Linked DNA regions of Mus musculus: all the other regions are linked to region 4. A link is a contact called in public Hi-C and promoter capture Hi-C data. All regions are on one chromosome and are shown on one strand. Each heading gives the region's core, a stretch centred on a gene start, on an enhancer-like site or on the middle of the called end of the contact. The rest is flanking DNA. Distances are from core to core; before and after follow the strand shown. Region 1 has its middle 4.7 kb from the start of Gm14066. Region 2 overlaps Gm14066 (a long non-coding RNA gene). Region 3 has its middle 160 kb from the start of Gm14062. Region 4 overlaps Gm14061 (a long non-coding RNA gene).

Region 1 (3,166 bases), core at 167-2,666, 720 kb after region 4:
TAAACCCAAACATGTATGGATACCTGGTTTTAGATAAAGTAGCCAAAAATACACACTAAAAAAAAATCATCTTCAACAAGTGGTGCTAGTCAAACTGGATGTCTGTATGTAGAAGAATGAAAAATGACTCATGTTTATAACCCTGCACAAAACTCAAGACCAAATGGATCAAAGGCCTCAACACAAATCCAGATATAGCAAACCTGATAAAAAGAGAGACTAGTAATAGTCTTGAATGTATTGGCACAGGAGTGACAAAGTAACAATAGTAGCACAGGACCTAAGATCAACAATTAATAAATGGAGCCTCATGAAAGTGAAATTTTTCTGTAAGACAAAGGACATGATCATTTGGAGAAAGCAGCAGCATACCAAGTGGGAAAAGAATTTACCAACACCACACCCCATAGATGACTAATATCAAAATATATTTTAAAAGACTTAAGAAACTATATGTATTCAAAAACAAGTAATTGAATTAAAATATGGAGTACACATTAAACAAAGAACAAACAAAGAACTCTCAATAATGGAATTTCAAATGACTTAGAAACACTTAAAGAAATATTCAGTATTCTTTATTTCTGGTTGAAAAGGCCTTAAGTCTAACTAGAGAACTGTTGTTACTGCCAAGGTATGTGTGGTATTATTACACCCTTAGGGTTGTTGTTGTGCTTCATAGACACCATAGCTAGGTAAGACTATTGGTTTGTTCCCTCTGGTACCATGAAAACTTGTTTTCAAGAATGAGGCTTTTAGTCAGATCCAGCTTGGGTTCTCTGTGTTCTGTATCCAAAGTACATGATGACTTCAATAATAGGGGCTTTCTTTCCATCCCTGAGGGCAACCAAAGGCAACAGCAATAGCTGTTTTAGGAGTCTTTTGTACAACACTGACCAACAACTCAAAGGAGTCTTTTCATGCCTAATGTTGTGATTTTTGTGTAATATTCTCCAGCTCCTGGAGGGAGCTTTGTCAGCCTAGACAGGATATGTTCATTTAAACAGCATACATATACTGTGCACGTATACTTATGTGAGATATGTAGCTTTAGGTTGATACATGATAATATGGTATCTTATGACTTTTTCAGACACACTGTTCTTTTACCAGAGGAGGGAGTCTTTGATGCTGAAAATGCCTTGTGTCTGATTGCATCAATGTTAACACCTTTGTTGTGCTAAAACTTTGTTAAACACCATTACTGGGGAAATTTGGGTAAAGAATACACTAAAACTCTCTCTGTGGTTTATTACAAGCAAGTATGTCTCCACATTTTTCTCCAGGTAAAATGATTTTTTTACAGTGTCAACACTGGCTTTTTGCTCACAATTTTGCATCTAGTGTTAGAAATGCACTGGCTCAGCACTACCACCAGCTGTCAGGGAAGCAGCCCCTCTGTGAGCTCACACAGCACATGAAGCAGATATTCTGCCATCTGTGCAAGGCCCTTCTCCAGGCCAGTCTTCCCTCAGACCCAGCAGGTTCTCACTAACTAATTTATTTCGATCTTTTTTTCTCACCCTCATAACATAAGCCATGGATATGTGGATATAAATGATACAAATGCTAAGTCAGCACAATTTCCTTATTCCACTCAAGTCTTTACATCACAATTATGACACTGCCAAGAAGCAAGTAACTAACTAGCACATATGCCACAACAGATGGCTCACATGTCATGGTTTCTGCCCCCAAAGTTCCTCTGCTTAGTAAACCTATCAATAAACACATTACAAATAAGCATTGTGGAAAGGGAAAAAAAAGACAGAAGACTGTGCTGTGTGATGGGATCACAGATAATGAATGAATAGCTTCCCAGAAAGTTCCACCTGAGAATAAACACTGTAGAATCCAGACCCTAGGGTGAAATATTCTTAGTTGATGGTGTTGTTATATTTTGTAGAAATTATTTTGCTTTTGCTTGATTTGTTTCTTTTGTTTCATTTTGCTTTCTGAGACCAGTAAAGAAGCCATTATACATAAACACTAGAGAATCTAAGGAAACACTCCAGGTATCATGTGTGTCAGCTACTGACACATTGATAGTAATTAACTGTCTTTACAGGGATTAGCATCTATCATCTACAAGTTTGCAGGTCTGCATCTATGCTGACCTCAGCTGGGCTTAGTGACGGCTCTACTTTGGACTGCACATCAGCTGGACAAGGCTTGACCTTGGTTTGGATGTGATCCAAATGTATCTCTTGCACTTATTTGAGGTTTTAACGGCAAATAACAGCAGAGTCGAAGACAAGCCGAATCATACATGCCTGGGTGAGAATTTGTCTGATATCACATCTAATACTCAGTTAGTAACCATAAGCCTGTGACTGAGACCAGAATCAATGGAGTAGCCCAAACTGGCCACATCAGGATGAAACAAGAATATTTGCTCACTCTTCTATTATTTCACAAACTACAAACTTCTTTATAGTGTTCTCAATAAGGAGGCCATAGTGGTATTTCATAATACTCAAATGAGAAAATCATGTGATTAAAAGAGAAAGCTTTAGCTGAGTCTACACTGTTCAACTCAACTGTGTTTTAGGACAAATTTCTGTGTTTGAGGCCAGCTTGGTCTACAGAATGAGTCCCAGGACAGCTAAAGCTACATAGAGAAACCCTGTTTTAAACAAACAAATAAACAAAAAAAAAAAATCTCAACCTTAGCAATACTAGCAATTTGGATTGATTGTTAAGGCATGGGAAGAGGACTATTCTTTCTGTCAAAAAATGCTTAGTAATATTTCTAGCCTATCCCCACTAGGTGCCAGTAACTACTTCAAGTCATGATAACAAAAACTGTCTTCATCATTGCCAACTGATCCCCAGAAGTAAAATTTACCAATGTTTTAGAACCAGAATCTTAGAGAAATACTCAACATTCAAGTAGTGTTATGAATGGTCAAAATATTAGAAAATTCTAATAATAAATAAGTTGGGTCAGTATAAACAAATGTACACTACAGCAAATTTGACTTTGCTCTTCTCTATAGACTTGACATATCACCCTTAGAGACTTATAATGATTCTATCAGGGGATTTTTACCTCCCACTATAAATATTGAAATTAACCAACATTGGTAAACAAAGAAGAGGATCTCAAATTTGAACAGAGATTTTTCTGTTTAAAATGAGCTTTTAATAGAAATGCATATAATTA
Region 2 (3,460 bases), core at 132-2,631, 690 kb after region 4:
AATGCCTTCCTCTTTCAGGAAATATTGTCTTTTCACAATCTATTAATCCCAGCCTCTGCTCTTTGCCAACAAAGGTTCTATTTGTGTATTATAAAAGGGAGTCCTTAACAAATGTTGAGAGACTGATAAGGTGATTTTCTTCTTATCTAAGGGAAAATTAAAGGCCTTTTATCTGGAATAAAGCCAAAATAATTTTGAGAAAAGTCCATTTTTCTTTCCCTTCCTGGCATATCCAGGGCTCATTCTCCCTTCTTATATATTTGCTTGACAGGAGAGCCAGTAAATCAAGTCGAACATATTTTTATACAAGATGCAATGCATAATGGTATTATAAAATATTTTAGCTACTGGTTAAAAATTTCTTAATAGAGCGAAATATTGTGTGCATTCCCTGATACCCACCTCTCAGCCAGCAGGAGAAGCTTCCAGAAGCCTGCTGAGACACGAGAACAAGTCTGTCTTGACACAACGCCATCTTTGTTCCTCACACATGGCTGCTTATTCAGCTTTTACAATGGCTTCAAAAGAGGACCTCATATGGCAAGTATTGTAAATGTCACTTTCTAGTCTAAAGACTACGTTCAAGCTATCATTCCTTCTCAATGCTAATAAAACATAACTTCAGCAGGAATCTAGCAATTTTCTAGATATTTGTTGATTAGATTGACTTATTTATTCTTTCTGGCTGCTGGTGTTAGCTCTGTTACCTTTGTCATCATGTACTCATCCTGAGGCTATAAAGTAATAAAAAAAAATTAAAGTAGCATTTGCCTCTTGAAATAGAAAATAACAAACTTCCTTCGTCATCTTCAAGATTGCAGAGCAGTGGTTCTCACCGTTCCTAATGCGTTGACCTTGTATTCCTCATCTTGTGGTGACTCCCACCCATAAAATTATTTCATTGCTACTTCATAACTGTAACTTCACTACTGTTATGAATCATAATGTAAACAACAGATGTGCAGGATAGCTTATAAGCTACCCTTGTGAAATGGTCATTTGACCTCTGTGGCTTCTCGCCACACAGGTTGAAATCCTCTGTTGTAGAGACAGACTGGATAGGATTCTCCACATTTAACATTATTGAGGAAAAATACTCCTGAGATCAAGTAATGCCACGCTGCTTGACGAACACTTGATGAAGACAAAGAAAGCGAGGTTCAGAGACAATGTACTAGAACATTAGAGACATGCATCATTTCTATATGAAAAGTGATTGTGTCAAGAAGAGTCCATGAACAGATTAGGAGAGGATCTGGATTTGAAAGTGATACGCTTACAGAGAGATGAGATGCTCGTGCCTGCTTCAGTACTTCTGTGTGGTTATTAATAATCTGCTAACACAGCATGCATGGGGCATATGCTCCCGTTACAGAGAAACCAGCTCACTGAGTCACCAGGCAGGGAACCAGGCAGAGCTCATCCGGAACCACACAGTGCTGTCAGCACACAGCCAGCTTCCGATACGGCAAAGCAATGGTGCTGCTTCTGTTACCGGCACTAGCTCTCAGAAACCTGGAACTGAGGAAAGAAAATAAATTAGATCACAGCCCAGGTGGGATAGCCATTCTGTTGGACAGCAGGGTGGACCCTGAAGGAAGCGTGGGCAGTAATTCTCCCAGGTCCCAAGCAGAGACAGGCTATGTTGCACTAAATGCTTCCAATAAGATGAATCTGGGCTTCAAGAGTTGGAGAAGGAAGGATGAACCTTCTGGAGCCTACGATTCCTACTGAGTTATTTCACTGGCTGTCAATCTGGCCTTCACGCACTGCTCACTTGTCCCTTCTTTGTGACCCTCTTAAGAAAAATTAACTCAAAAGTACAGAAGTTGGGGCTGGTGAGTGAATACTTTGCTGTATAAGCATGGGGAATTTGAGTTGGTCTCCCCAGCAACCACATGAAAAGCCATGTGTACCTAAAACCTCAGCAGTGTTAAAATGGAGAGGGGCTATCTCCAGGTTCAGGGAGAGACCTTGTCTCAGGAGAGTAAAGCAGAGAGCATCAGAACAAGATGCCCAACAGCATGCTCTGGCTTCCACAAGTGCACACAGGCACATGGAAGCGTACAGCACAAGTGCACAAAGAAGTTGCCTACAAAAGAGTGGCGTCTTTAATGGCTACCACTTTAAACAAGCAGTGACATGCTAAAAAGTAATTTCCATTGTGCAAAATGGTGTAGACACTTAAGCCCTGATACATCAAATATCATCATCCATGAGAATTACCTCATGCCCTGATGACAAATCAAAATCCATCCTAACTGTCCTAAGTCAAATTCAACATTACAGAGAGATCCCTAGGAAATGTATATGGATATTGAATTTGAAGTGCAAAATAAAATGTTTCAAGGAAAAACAAGAACACATTGGGCTACATGATGAAAGGTGCATAGGTTTCTAACTCAAATGTGTCATTTGGAATCTGGCTTGGCTTTTCTTTTGGTGCTTTCTTCTATATAAGCATCACTGGGAAGCAAACTCCCTAAGGAAGTAGCTATGAATGCATCCATCAACATGGCCAGGCTTGTGCACTAGTTGATGTGCTCACTGTAGCAAAGGAACACACTTATTTCTCATAATTCCAGCAAAGGTTCTTGAGATTCACTTTGGTAAATAGGCCACATACTCGATTCTAGAGAAATTATCAGTCAGATTTCCTGATTATGTGACATTTGAATCACCAAAAAAAAAAAAAAAAAAAAGTGACCACCCTTCAAAACAAGATAAAACCGACAAGATGTTCTCAATTACATGAGAAATGCAACTGCAGCAGAGGGCCAGCACTTTGCTGTTTCGAGCACCATTTCAGACAACAAGCAACACATAGGACATATTCCAGAGTAAGTGCCACGGCTGCCTTAAACACCTGGATTAGCCCTGCAAGCTTCAAGAGTATCTACGCTTCCAATGTGGGGACCCCAAACGGAAGTAAGAGCTGTGATTCAGTTATGTCACCCAATTTTAGGTTGTAGAATGTGAAACACTGGAGGATTAGAACCACACAGCAAAGGGTACCTGTGATTGGAAACTTGTGTGAATGAATTTTAAGAACATAAGTTTTGCTCCCCCAATTGGGGAGGTTTTACAATACTGCACAGGGGATAAACTTCGTTTTCATTACAGTTTAGATAAAAAAAAAATTGACAGCCTAAATTTTTGCATCTAAACTACCATTAGTCAGTCATCAGCAGCCTTCCAAAATAAAAACCTAGTTATTAGATTTAAAAAGAGGGGACCCAGAAGAGTTGGATAAAAGTCAGTATGCAATTCCTTCTACCTCTTTAAATATCTAATATTTTGAAATATGATTTTGCATTAAACTAGACAGCCAATTGATATGAGTTGTACCTAATTGCATCCTCTGCAAATACTATGTGTATATTGTTGTTTTAATACTCAAAGCTACAAGGGGACTTGTAAGATGGCTTAGTGAGTAAAAGTTTTGCAGTACAAGCCTGAC
Region 3 (3,069 bases), core at 354-2,853, 550 kb before region 4:
AAGCAATAACTAATGAAAATAAGCGTTAATTTATATGAGAATGTTTATAGGAAGAAAGGGGAACCAGGAAATGATGCAATTATTATGTCGATTTTTAAATACCACAGAAGACAGCTCAGCACTTTAGAGCACTCCTTATCTTACAGAGGACCCCAGTTATATTCCTGACACAGACTTAGTTCCAGGACCTTGGACAACCTCTTTTGGCCCCCATGGCTACCAGGCATACATGTGTCTTCAATATCTGTGAAAGAGGGGGCCAAAGCAATGAGGAAGGGCAAGGGGAGGAGAGCCAGCAGAAAAATAATAAACTGTCACAAAAATGTTCCACTCTTTAGTTCTAGTGAGGTTCTCAGAAAACTTTGAAACACCAGAATGTGAGTTACTCAAATAATAATCTTTGCTTCTAACCTGTATTTTTAATGGAAATAATGAAGTCCTGAATCAGGTTTGCCTGAGTCTCCTTTCCTTTCCTTCCTTTTGTTTCTTTTGGTTTGCTTTGGGTTTTTGTTTGTTTGTTTGTTTGTTTGTTTGTTTTTATAATCGAATTAACTCCAGAACATTCGGGGGTGCCGGCTGGGATCCTTATCCCCACCAATAGACCAGTAGCTGCCTAATGAGCTGCCACGGGAGCCCCTGTGAGACCTAGGGAAGAATGAGAGGCTGAGCACTGTGACAGACGCTTCAGCCTCGTCAACAGGAATCCAGGCAGTTAATAGATTCCTAGGATTTGAGGGGCTCACACATAAGGCTAGGAAGGTGAGGACTCATCCTTGACAGAGTAATATCCCCGTTCTGCCACCCACTTGAGTTTTGAGTTTGCTCACAGAGACAAGGGTCCTTTTAGGTTGTGCTAGCTTCTGTGGGAGACTGCTGTGAGGGCACGAAGGTGACGACCTCCTCTCTTCTAAGTCCAGACCTTGATACTGGAAGGAAATAAAGCTATGTTTAAAGAGTCAACCATCATGGTGAAGCTTGAACCTTGGGGCCTTGTTCCTGGTAGTAGGAACATTGGAAGGGATGCTGCCCACATACAGTGACTACTGTAAATCATTTCCTCTGTATTTTCCTGGGGATAAAAATTGTGAGTTGAAACAGGTGAGTGGGCGTCATATTATTATGCAAAAAATTAATATTAGCAAAGAAAAGCCTCAAGGGCTGTTTGCTTGTTTTCATCTGAGAATAAGATGGGTTGGAAATGTAGACGTGTGTACATGTTCCCCTGTCTGCCGCCAGGGGGCAGCATCTTCTTGGGCAAAGGGAGGCCAGTGAGGAAGAAATTGCGTCTGGAAGATGCTGTTTGTCGCCTGGTGTCTTAAACCCTGAGGAAAGGAGAAATACCCTCTAAAATGGACTTCTCTAAAGAGATCTAAAAATCCTCAGAAATCAGAGGTCAATTCAAAAGAAACTATGGCTTCTGGGAGATGCTCAGAACATGGAAATCATTGATACTCTGAGAGTATTTCTTCTGAAGGGTTTTCCTTAGATTTTCCTGGATGAGATTTGGTGAAAGCAGATTTATTTTTAACAAATGCACACACATGGCATCCTCTTTCTTAGTGACAGGAACTTCTCATTTTTCCAAAATGTGCTTGGCAAGCTTGGCAGCCAGAGAAACGAGACTGGGAGACCTGCTGTTCCATGGTGCATGACGAGCAACAGAGGAAGCCAGTCTAAACCAGAAACCATCCTCTCAGGACGGATTCGGGAGGATGTTCTGCATTCACAACACTCACGTTCAAAGCTGTGGTTTCTTACTCCGCAGTAATTCTGCACCTTTACATCATTTTCTTATATACATTAGTGGAAAATTGGCGGGGGTGGGGGGGCGTCAGGGGACACGAAGTAGCTAAGGCACTAGACTTAGATAATTCTGTCAGAATTCTCAGCATTATTTTCCTTCATCATCTTTTTTCTTTTCCTACATGTGGCTTTAAGCCCAGTGCTTGTAGCATAAGCCCTTGAAATTCTATCAGCCAGGAAGTTGAGGTTTCTGACAGAATGAATATGCATGGCACACATAATCTACAATTTATTAGGCTGCTTCGCTGGTCATTATTGAGATTTGATTGTAATGCTTAGTGGCGTTAACATCCTCTCCATCCCCCTAACAACATTTATGGTCAGTAATAATATTAGCTCAATCCTTGAGCCTCGCTCTGCTGAATGAACCAAGCGACTTGAGCTCCTCTTGGCTCATTACTTCTAACAGGGCTCCTGTAGTCATGTCACACTCCAGCGACAAGCCTGACAGAATGGCATCTTTTAAATATTATCTCTGACATATTTCTCTGAAATGCTAGCCTTTCAATTAGTGTTATGCACCAGAAGTGACAGATTCTAGAAGAGTCACTTCTACAAGAGAGTACAGTAATAGGTGACCTACCAACAACAGTGGGCTAGAGAAGACATCCATGAATAAGTTCATTATAGCCCCTTGAAGGGGTTTCCACAGCATGGGCATGAACTAGTGGTCAATCAAGATGTCCATATATCTTTCTTTTGGACATTGTTTTTCCATTTCCCAGGTTCTGCATCTTTTGCTACTAAAAGCTGCTTCCTTCACCCATAGGCATTACAGATGCCCAAAGTCTGGTCCCACAGGAGCTCATACGTGATACCCTATTATTGCAGAACGTCAAATGCCTGTCCCCTTTGCCTTTGGGACGCACAAACTGACATGAAAGTTATGCTACAGAGACCTTGTCGGATCAAGCTGAGGTTGAGGTTTCACTCAAAATCACACTCATGCTTGGCTTCTTCTGTTGGGAGCCGCCCCCACATTCGCCGTTACAAGATGGCGCTGACATCCTGTGTTCTAAGTGGTAAACAAATAATCTGCGCATGTGCCAAGGGTATCTTATGACTACTTGTGCTCTGCCTTCCCCGTGACGTCAACTCGGCCGATGGGCTGCAGCCAATCAAGGAGTGACACGTCCGAGGCGAAGGAGAATGCTCCTTAAGAGGGACGGGGTTTTCGTTTTCTCTCTCTCTTGCTTTTTCGCTCTCTTGCTTTTCCCTCTCTCTTGCTTCTTGCTCTCTTTTCCTGAAGATGTAAGAATAAAGCTT
Region 4 (3,248 bases), core at 579-3,078:
TTGTTGATCTGTGAAACAAATGAAATTGAACTATGTGGTTTTTTGGGGGGCTGCCCAGAGATTGAATCTGAAAAAAAAATAGCCTTAGGTTCATCTAGAAAAGAAGTCAAGCTCTACAGTGTTAGGGAAGGAAAGTGAAGGCTAAGACTGTGAACACCTGCAGAGAAGACTGCAGCAAGGTGAAAAGTAGGCCCACTCTCTCCTATCTAAGAGGAGAGGAATCTGAGGTCTTTAACACTCACTGCCATGAGCTTTAGACAAAGGAACACCCCTAGGAGATGCTGTCTTTCTGACACATTCCAGAACCTGTGTGTCAGGACAGGCTTCTACAACCAGGCAAAGATACACAAACGGTATCCATGGAAACAGAAAATGCTAAGGAGATATGATCTGTGACTTAAAGAATCTGCTTTGGACTTCTTTTTTATAAACTTTTGTACACCAGAAACTCTTACTCTGTAGTTCAGGCTGGCCTGAGTTGTTCGGTGCTTTCCTTTGAATTAAAACATTCCCAGTGAGTTGAAATGTTTCTTCATGAGTTACAGGAGATGAAGTGAAAGTCACATTGCTAGAACATACATTTGAAAGATTCTTGAGAGCCCCCCCCCCAGTAGTATCAAAAGGGATAAACATCTGTAAAGGGATGGATGAGGGGAAGAGGGGATTCGAACTGCCAAACTGCAATGCGAAGAGATATCCAGAGTGGAGCAGCCAATAAGCTGTGCAGAAAGCTTCAGAGCTGTATCTTTAGTGGGTCTTCACACACCGTGGGGTGGGCTTCTCAGTGATGTAGCTGCTTTTGAGTAAGTACCTGTAAGTAATCCCTCTCCCATACTCCTGTTAGTAATACAATAAAAACCCATTAGTTCACAAAATTGAATTTGTCACAGCCATTCCTTTGGTGTGTTACGTGTTCCCTTTCCTGGGTAAATAGCCTTGTGTGGTGTGTCTTCTTAGGAAAGGTCTGTCACACAGCAGCCTATAACTTGAAATCATCCAGCCCCAGCCTCCAGAGTGCGGCCCTTATACTACCATGTCAGACAGGTTCACACATGTGATTTGTTGTTGTTGTTGTTTTGCTAACTGTTCATATTCTTTAATGGGCTATAAAACAAGTTGTCAGACAGATTTTATTTAGAATGGGGGTGATAGCTCAGCAAATAAGAGTATATTCTGCTTTTACAGAGGATCTGATTCTCTCAGCACCCACATCTGGTAGCTACAGCTCAGACAGCCTCCTCTGCCTTCTGACGACAGAATCTGCACAGAGGCATACACAAATGGACACATTAAAAATACATAAATCAGTTTTTGAAAATGAGGATCTTGTCATTTCTAGGGCTGGGAGCATGTACATGGTTCAGTATTCTCTTTTTCCTGTGGCTCTGACTACCAGCCCAGAGAACCTCTCACAGACAAAAGGGCCTCTGGTAAAACAGGATAGGTACGGGTTATTTAGAGCTTTGAGGAACTTTGCAGTTGTAGTACTATGACTGCCATTTTTGCATTTAGCTGCTTTCTGCCTTCTGCCTTCTGCTGGGGCCTTTCCTTTTTAAAGCAAATATTTTAAAACTCATTAAAAAAACATTTGAATTTCAGCAATGATAAGAGAAGGGGGAAAGACTCATGGGGTTGGTGGGGGAAGCACAACAAAATGTTACCCAACAGTGCATTGGATGGCTATTTAAAGCCCGCAGTGGCCATCAAGAGTAGGGTAGCCATAGCAACAAACCAGAATATTATCCCTGAGTGTGAGGACCTGCTGGAGGAGGACAGACAGTGCTGAGGACAGGGGTCTCCAGCAAGTAGGCTTTCCCAGCAGAGCTCTGCCTCACAGACTGGAAAGGAGCAGCTCTAGCTGAAGCTGCGAGTCTCCTCAATGAACACAGAGTATATCTATAGCTTTGGCAACCTCCTTGGAGAACTGAAGGTTGGCTTCCTTAGAGATAACCTAAAATGGAGCGTATTTTTTAAAAATATCTTTGATCGATTTCACATTTCGAGGCACTAGAAAACAAAAAAACAAAAAGCAGACAGCAGACCACATGGAAGCTGTGGGTGGGAGCTGTGATTGTTCCTTTCCAAGCAATTCCTTCGGCTGCTATGCATTAGGCCTCTGATCCTGTGGTATTCACATGAAGTGATGGAAGATGCATGGAGCCAGTTTGGTGCCTGCCTCGCCCCTTCTGTCCGGCTGGTGGACCAGATGCACTGGGGGTGGAGGCTCGTACCTTCCAGCTGCTCTTTGTAGAGATGTGCCTCTCCAGGAAATGCTTATGATGTCCTACTGTGATTCAATGACTGGGGCATAAAAACTTGGCCTCTTGCCTCAATTCCAGGACATAACCGGGTGGCCAACAAACTTTCATGTGATATTAGCCTCAACTCAGATTATAAAAAAATGTTTTCTCCAGTTCTATTTTATCTCCCCCATTTCCATAAAGACTCCTTTAAGTGTTCTCAATCAGCAAAAATGCCTATAGGATGATCACACTTTGAAGATTGGCTCCACGGTAATCCGATCTCAAACTGACATCTTGGGCTTTATCCTGGGAACAAGACTGAGCCAACCTGGCTTCCATCTGTGGTCTATTACCCAGGAACTAGTGGCTTGTGCTCTCAGGGAAATGTTTCACAATGGTAGAGTTGCTGGCTTATGAGTGCATAGGATTTTTTAACCTCTGAACATATACCTTTACTCAGCTAATGGACCCACTCCTATTTCATTTCCCTATGTAGGTCACACCATTAATACATTAAACCAACAATTTTTCCCATCAAAGATTACTTTCTATGTAACCTGATCAAAGCCATAGGGAGAATGAAGATAATGTCTCTTGTAATTTTATGGGATCCACCCAAGTCTATTGATATCTGTTCCAAGTCACTGCAAGTCATTTGCAAAAGATTACTGGTGACAGAGATCTCCTTGATACTACGATCTGAACCATCTCATCTGTTGGACTAAATTACCCGTCAGGCAGAGATCAACTCAGCTATCCTTCAAGAGCTCTCTTTACCAATCACCATGTGCTCTGATTTGGGAATGAATGGAAATAGACTAAAGACTAAAGAATTTCTGTTTGAGAGAGAGAGCGGTTTAGGCATCATCATAAGCCTTTTAAGATTATGTCTCTAAAGAAGGAGTATTTTGTTTGTTTTTTTTTTTTTTCACTTTGGGGTACTTCCTTTAAAGCTCTGAGGCTTCATGCTGTATATAGAGAGGTCCTGCTTAGTTCCTTTTCTGG

Evidence for each region. Promoter capture Hi-C pulls out the DNA fragments that hold promoters and counts their contacts. Hi-C and Micro-C count contacts between places; a contact is called where the count stands out from the background.
Region 1: a Hi-C map of cerebellum shows a contact between it and region 4, with 1.8 times the contacts expected there. The contact joins two enhancer-like sites.
Region 2: a Hi-C map of cerebellum shows a contact between it and region 4, with 2.2 times the contacts expected there. The contact joins two enhancer-like sites. A contact is called at or near these places in 4 of 484 Hi-C or Micro-C datasets (cerebellar granule neurons and cerebellum).
Region 3: a contact with region 4 is called in a promoter capture Hi-C map of hippocampal neurons, with 4 times the contacts expected there. The contact joins two enhancer-like sites. A contact is called at or near these places in 1 of 39 promoter capture datasets (hippocampal neurons), 2 of 484 Hi-C or Micro-C datasets (cerebellar granule neurons and cerebellum) and 1 of 115 datasets of contacts at active chromatin or transcription factors (embryonic fibroblasts).

The regions. Positions count from the first base shown.
Region 1 is chr2:139,310,070-139,313,235 of GRCm38.p6, forward strand. No RefSeq gene overlaps it. Among named protein-coding and RNA genes, the nearest start is that of Gm14066, 4.7 kb to the left of the region's middle. Within about 2 kb of position 1,417, at least 10 of the 459 cell types and tissues checked have an H3K27ac peak or open chromatin away from gene starts, as enhancers often do. A contact at or near this core is called in cerebellum, where this site is marked.
Region 2 is chr2:139,276,335-139,279,794 of GRCm38.p6, forward strand. Gm14066 (a long non-coding RNA gene) reads right to left here. Exons shown (of 6, transcript XR_375033.2): 4 at 403-1,521. Among named protein-coding and RNA genes, the nearest start is that of Gm14066, 29 kb to the right of the region's middle. Within about 2 kb of position 1,382, at least 18 of the 459 cell types and tissues checked have an H3K27ac peak or open chromatin away from gene starts, as enhancers often do. A contact at or near this core is called in cerebellar granule neurons and cerebellum, where this site is marked.
Region 3 is chr2:138,032,323-138,035,391 of GRCm38.p6, forward strand. No RefSeq gene overlaps it. Among named protein-coding and RNA genes, the nearest start is that of Gm14062, 160 kb to the left of the region's middle. Within about 2 kb of position 1,604, at least 24 of the 459 cell types and tissues checked have an H3K27ac peak or open chromatin away from gene starts, as enhancers often do. A contact at or near this core is called in cerebellar granule neurons, cerebellum and hippocampal neurons, where this site is marked.
Region 4 is chr2:138,585,788-138,589,035 of GRCm38.p6, forward strand. The region is part of intron 2 of Gm14061 (a long non-coding RNA gene); the gene reads left to right. Among named protein-coding and RNA genes, the nearest start is that of Gm14061, 6.3 kb to the left of the region's middle. Within about 2 kb of position 1,829, at least 13 of the 459 cell types and tissues checked have an H3K27ac peak or open chromatin away from gene starts, as enhancers often do. A contact at or near this core is called in cerebellar granule neurons, cerebellum and hippocampal neurons, where this site is marked.